Regions from separate parts of the Mus musculus genome. Here region 1 is linked to region 2. The links are chromatin contacts, called in public Hi-C maps. All regions are on one chromosome and are shown on one strand. The core of a region is the stretch at or near the end of the contact, and the rest is flanking DNA. Distances in the headings are between cores, read along the strand shown. Region 1 holds the start of G6bos (G6b opposite strand). Region 2 holds the start of Mlst8 (MTOR associated protein, LST8 homolog (S. cerevisiae)).

The links. A called contact is a pair of places that touch in the nucleus more often than the background predicts.
Region 1: a contact with region 2 is called in a Hi-C map of B cells, with 7 read pairs. The contact joins the promoter of G6bos here to the promoter of Mlst8 in region 2. A contact is called at or near these places in 1 of 39 promoter capture datasets (cranial neural crest) and 1 of 484 Hi-C or Micro-C datasets (B cells).

What each region holds. Positions count from the first base shown.
Region 1 is chr17:35,062,894-35,065,728 of GRCm38.p6, reverse strand. G6bos (G6b opposite strand) reads right to left here and starts at 1,292. Exons shown (of 1, transcript NR_001462.1): 1 at 133-1,292. It overlaps Mpig6b (megakaryocyte and platelet inhibitory receptor G6b), which reads left to right. Exons shown (of 6, transcript NM_001191012.1): 2 at 1-166; 3 at 320-410; 4 at 773-825; 5 at 967-1,043; 6 at 1,293-2,835. The coding sequence ends at 1,397.
Region 2 is chr17:24,477,828-24,480,572 of GRCm38.p6, reverse strand. Mlst8 (MTOR associated protein, LST8 homolog (S. cerevisiae)) reads left to right here and starts at 1,495. Exons shown (of 9, transcript NM_001252464.1): 1 at 1,495-1,561; 2 at 2,115-2,253; 3 at 2,411-2,462; 4 at 2,548-2,710. The coding sequence starts at 2,125.

The DNA.
Region 1 (2,835 bases), core at 43-2,542, about 11 Mb before region 2:
GGCCGCCTGCGTTCCCTGGACAATGGTATCAAGCGGCTAGAGCTGCTGCTGAGCGCCGGGGATTCTGGAACCTTTTTCTGCAAAGGACGCCACGAGAATGAGAGTCGCACAGTGCTTCAAGTGTTAGGGGACAAGGCAGGTTGCCGGCCTGCAGGATCTACCCACGGTAGGTCGAGGCCCAGATGCACAGGGGCACTTAATTTGGACACACACGCGGGACAAAAAGCGGGGCGGAATCTTACAGAGCGGTAAAGTTAGTAGAACCCTATTGTCTGTACCCCTGACCACGGCATCTCTCCCTGCCTCGCGGTCTCCCTAGGGTACGAGTATCCCAAGGTCCTGATTCCGCTCCTGGGCGTTGGGCTTGTGCTGGGACTGGGAGTCGCGGGCGTGGTCTGGCGGCGGCGCAGGTGAGCACTGGAGGCGGAGCCTGGCTTGAAACAGGGTGTGACCAGTCAGGGCGTGGGGAAAGAGGTGGGGCAGAGCCCTAACCTTTACAAAGAAAAAGAAGTGTCTGGAGGCCTGGCGTTTGTTAAAAGAATGTGAGAGGTCAGCCCTTGGGTGCTAGGCTACAGGCTGGAGTAGGGAACCGAGGCTGCAGAAACCAAACTGAAAGGTCAGAAAGCCCAGAGAGTGGGCGGGACCTGGTTCCAGAGGAGCCTAAGTTGTTTTGCTGGTCGGAGACTGCAGTTTGCACAGTTCTTATTGGCGCCGCCTGCGGCCGAGGAACCAGTAAGACGAGATTGGTGACTCTTCAAGGACTTCCTTACAGACTCTCGCCTCCGCCCCCACCCCCGCCCCCGCCTGGACCACTACCCACATTTGGTGAGATTAACTGCACTCAATTTCCCTATCCTACCCGCACAATCCCTAACCCTGAGTTCTTGAGTCTGAGTCCTTGCGAGGAGCAGACAAAGTTGGTCATTTTCTCTTCACCCTTCAGTTCTGTCCCTCCCTCCCACATAGCTCCAGTCATAAATGCTGAGCCACAGAGGCCTTTAGAACAGGAGTCCAAGATCTCAGGCCACCTGGACCAGGAGCCGGTAAGGGCCTGGGGATGGGAAAAAGGCCAGAATCCCGGAGGAAAGAGGGCCAAGAAAGCAGCCTAGCTAGGTTGCTGTGGAGCAGCAGTGTAATCCCAGCACTCTGGAGGTTTAAGCAGGAAGATGAAAGCCAGGCTTTGCTACATAGTCGCCTTTACCCACAGTGGGGAAAAGAAAAAAAGCTTTGATTCCAAGCTAAGGGGTCAGATTGATGAGACCATACTACCGTCCTCTCTCTACCTCCTCCAGAGCCTGCACTACGCTGATCTGGACCACTCTGTCCTCGGGAGGCACCGCCGGATGTCCACAGTGGTTTCTGGTGATGCCTCCACTGTCTATGCGGTTGTAGTATAAAGGGAAGCCCTTGTTCTGCCAACCCTTTCTATCTGGGGCTCCCCTGTATAACCTCAGCTAGAAGGGGCAGGCACCATGGACAGAGGCACTGATAGAGGCGACTGACTACCTGGTTTGCGTTCTGCCAATGGTCAACTTTTTTTCTGTCACTTCCATCTTCTGTAACATCTTTCCTTCTCCACTGCTGCCCTCTCTAAAGATGATCAAGCTGCCTGTTAAGCTTTTTCTTCGCGCCCCCCCCCAAGACTGGGATTTCTCTGTATAGCCTTGGCTGTCTTGGAACTCCGTAGACCATAGACCAAGCTGGCCTTGAACTCAGAGAATTCATCTGCTTCTGCCTCCCAACTTCTGAGTTTAAAGGCACTGCCTGGCCCAATGAAGCATTTCAAACTTTAGACATAGACCTGCCTCGTTACCGGTCTGACTGCACTCCCCCTGCTCATTGGCTGCTGCTGCTGCTCATCCACTGAAAGGTTGCCAGTGATGTCCTACCACCAGATAACATTCACCCCTGTTTAAACCAGGGTTTACTTTGTTGCTATTGTCTTTGTAGTAGCACTGTTCTGCTCATCTCTTTGTTTCTCCTCCGTACTCTTCTAGGAAGCTGGCCAATCAATCTTCAGCCCCCAAATGATACACAGTAGTCCTTCCAAGCCAGATCTCAGACCTAGTTCACTCTGTCCAGATGGCCTCAGGCATTTTGCCCAAGGCTTGTCAAACCTGACTCAGTCATTTCTTAAGCCATCCCCTGGGTCCTCCTCTGAAAGCTCTTGAAGAACCCAAGTTGTCCAAGCCAGAAACTGGGGTCAGAGTACACCATCTCCTCTCCCACACAAGGACTTATCAGGACCCTAACCCGCCGCTTCCACTCCTTTTAAAGACAGGCTCTCTTATGGCTGAGGCTGACTTTGAAATCTCCCTCTCCTTATGTCTACCTTCAGTGTTTGGATAAAAGTGATTGCAAGCATGCACCACCAACCACACAAGGCCTTGTCTGTAGCAGGTCACTGTCCTCTGTACCTTTCTCCATGTCCAATGCTGCCACCAGAATGTACTGTCATCATTTGCTTCATGATGACCCACAGACCCCTCTGATCCTCGTGCCCTGCTCTTCCTACTCAAAGCCAGCAAGATTCCCAGGATCAACCACTGGTTCTTTCCCAAGGTTTCAGCTCTGGGGCTGTGAGCGTGGGCTCTGTGTTCAGGCTCCAGCACTGGGCCCCTTTTTAGGCCTATCCATCATTTTCTGTGTGCACACGCCCTCAGAGAGTTTCTCCACAATGTTCTCCCTACAATACTCGTTGGCTCTTTGAAATAAATTCTGTTTTCTGGATTCCTTTTTCCTCTTCCTCCCTTCCCACCTGGATAATTGCCCCCCAGGATTTCATTCAAATGTAGCTTTTTCTGAGATAGCCTCATCCCAAATGCTTGCCTACTT
Region 2 (2,745 bases), core at 246-2,745:
TTCACCTAGCCACTGATGGGGACAGATGCAGAGTGCCACAACCAAATACTAGGCGGAGTTTGGAGTCCTGCAGAGGAGGGGGGGGGGATTAGAAGAACTAGAGGGGTCAGGAACACCACAAGAACACAGAGGGGCCGGTGGACCTCCTGGGGTCTTGCAGAGTCAGAGAGCTGCTAAGGCTCTGACCTAGGTCCTCTGCATATAAGCTTGGTGTTCTGGAATCCTAACAGGGCTGGGCTGTCCCTGACTCTGCTGCCTGAGATCCTTCTCCTCTTGCTGGGTTGCCTCTTTCAGCTTTAAAGTGATAGTATGTGCCTGGTTTTATTGTAGCTTGTGTGTGTTTGGTTGATGTCCCTGGGAGGCCTGCTCTTTCCTGAGGGGAAGTACTTGGTGGTGGTGGTGGTGGGGTGAATCTGGGAGAGAGGAGAGAGGAGAGGAGAGGCTTGGGGGAGGGGAGGAAGAGGAAACTGCAGTTGGGATGTAATATAGGAGAGAATAATATTTATATTCCAGCTAGGCTTTCCCCAGCTAGGAATATAAATATTATTCTCTCCTATATGCCTCTGCCTCCCAAGTGCTGGGATTAAAGGCTGCGCCGCCACCACCACCCGGCTAATTTGCTGTTCTTGAATCAGATGTTCTACACCTATCTGTTCAATGTTATTTAGTAGACACATAAAGCTGTTGAGTGCTTGTAATGTATCTATCTAGTCTAAATTGAAACTATTCACAAGAACATGATGCACACTATATTTCAGTTTAAAATAAAAAAGCACAAAATATTTATGTTGAATGTGTTAAAAGAATATTTTTATATATTGGGTTAAATAAAAAGTATTATTAAAAATTTTAAAAAATGGAGGCATGAGAGTCTGCAGTTTTAAACGAGTTTCTGGGCTAGCTTATGTGCCCTCAGGATCAGGCTGAAAGGGTCTAGACTATGGCTACCAGATAAAGCAAATAGAAGTAACAGACTGCCCAGTTGCATTCAAACTTCTTGTAAGAAAGTAATTCTTTTAGTACAGTGTTTGAGATATGCCTATACTAAAAGAAAAAGAGAGAGAGAGAAATTAAGAAATTAAGAAATTAAGAAAGAAAGAAAGAAAGAAAGAAAGAAAGAAAGAAAGAAGGAAAGAGAGAAAAGCTAGGAAGGAAGGAAAAAAGAAAAGAAAAAATGATTTTTATCTGAAAATTTTGCATTACCTAGAAATTCTAGCTTGGTTGGTAGGGTAGGTGATTGTGTATGTCTGCGGGGGGTGGAGGGACGACGACAGTGTAATTCCTTCTGGGAGCCAAGTCTGGAAAATAGGCAGCAGTACCATGGCTGTAGTTCCCAGTGAGTTGAAGGGTGGCGTCGCGGCTGATGGCCATTCTGAGCACGATCACTTCTGGAGTTCTTCGTCTCAGAACTCTGGTATCCCTTTCAACTCCCCCACTCCCCGGACCCATGGTCTCGCCCGGAGTTACTATCGATAGCTCTACGCTCGGCCCGGCTTCTATCGACTAGCTCCTCCTCGCCTCGCCGTCCTGGACTAAGGCAGAGTGCAGAGCGTGTGTTAAGGTACGGGGGACACGGGATGAGGGCTGCTACCGACCACTGGGTGGCTAGGAGAGTGCGGTCGGGGTAATCGGGCCGGTAACACAGAGCCAGGGCGGTGTGCAGAGCACTGGGGAGCGCGGGGGTCCTGCCAGATAGCGCCCCCACCCATCCGATCCCAGTGCCGGTCAACTACGCATGCTCAGCAGCAGCAGTGCCGGGCTTTTCCTTAGTCGCCATGCGCATGCGTTGCCTACCCTTGCGAGAGACGGCGCCCGGGCGATGGCCTTCTGCGTGTGACTGCCTCCTGCTGGCTGCTGGCGAGGTGGCGTCTCCAAGCGTGAGGGTGAAGCTGAAGGAACACTCTCCCGGGAGCAAAGTAGCCGGAGTCTTTTTTTTTGAGACTGTCAGCGTGACCCTGAACACTCTTATTTTTCTTAGTTTTAAAGTGAAGTTAATACCGGTACACTGTAGTGTGCAGATTGTTATGCGTACATCTTTTCTCTCCAAACGTTTTGACCTTTGGACCTTACTTATCACCTCTTGGCCCAGTGCAGGTCTCATTTTTTTTCTCCAGCCATCAAACAATGAATACCACCCCAGGCACAGTGGGCAGTGACCCTGTCATCTTAGCAACTGCAGGCTATGACCACACGGTGCGCTTTTGGCAGGCTCACAGTGGAATCTGCACTCGAACAGTGCAGCATCAGGACTCTGTATCCTCCTCTTGGCAGCAGGATGGTGCTGGCCAGAATTAAGTATGAATGATATGTGTTTGGGGAAACTCAGGCCAGGTGGTGGAGGTCTTGATGGCCTTGTAGCCCCAAGGTTTCCCTCTCTGGGTTCTCTTCCTGTTATCCTTAACATGCTCAGCAGGTAAATGCATTGGAGATTACTCCGGACCGAAGCATGATTGCTGCTGCAGGTACCTGAGATTCTCGACCTCTGACCCTTTACTGGCCGTAGTTCTACCTGGCACACCCATGCTTCAATTCCCCCTGTGTCCCTAGGTTACCAACATATCCGCATGTATGATCTCAACTCCAATAACCCCAACCCCATCATCAGTTATGACGGAGTCAGTAAGAACATTGCATCAGTGGGCTTTCACGAGGATGGTCGCTGGATGTATACAGGTGGCGAGGACTGCACAGCTCGCATCTGGGACCTCAGGTGGTGTTGTGTGTTGGGCTGAAGAGGACGGCTGC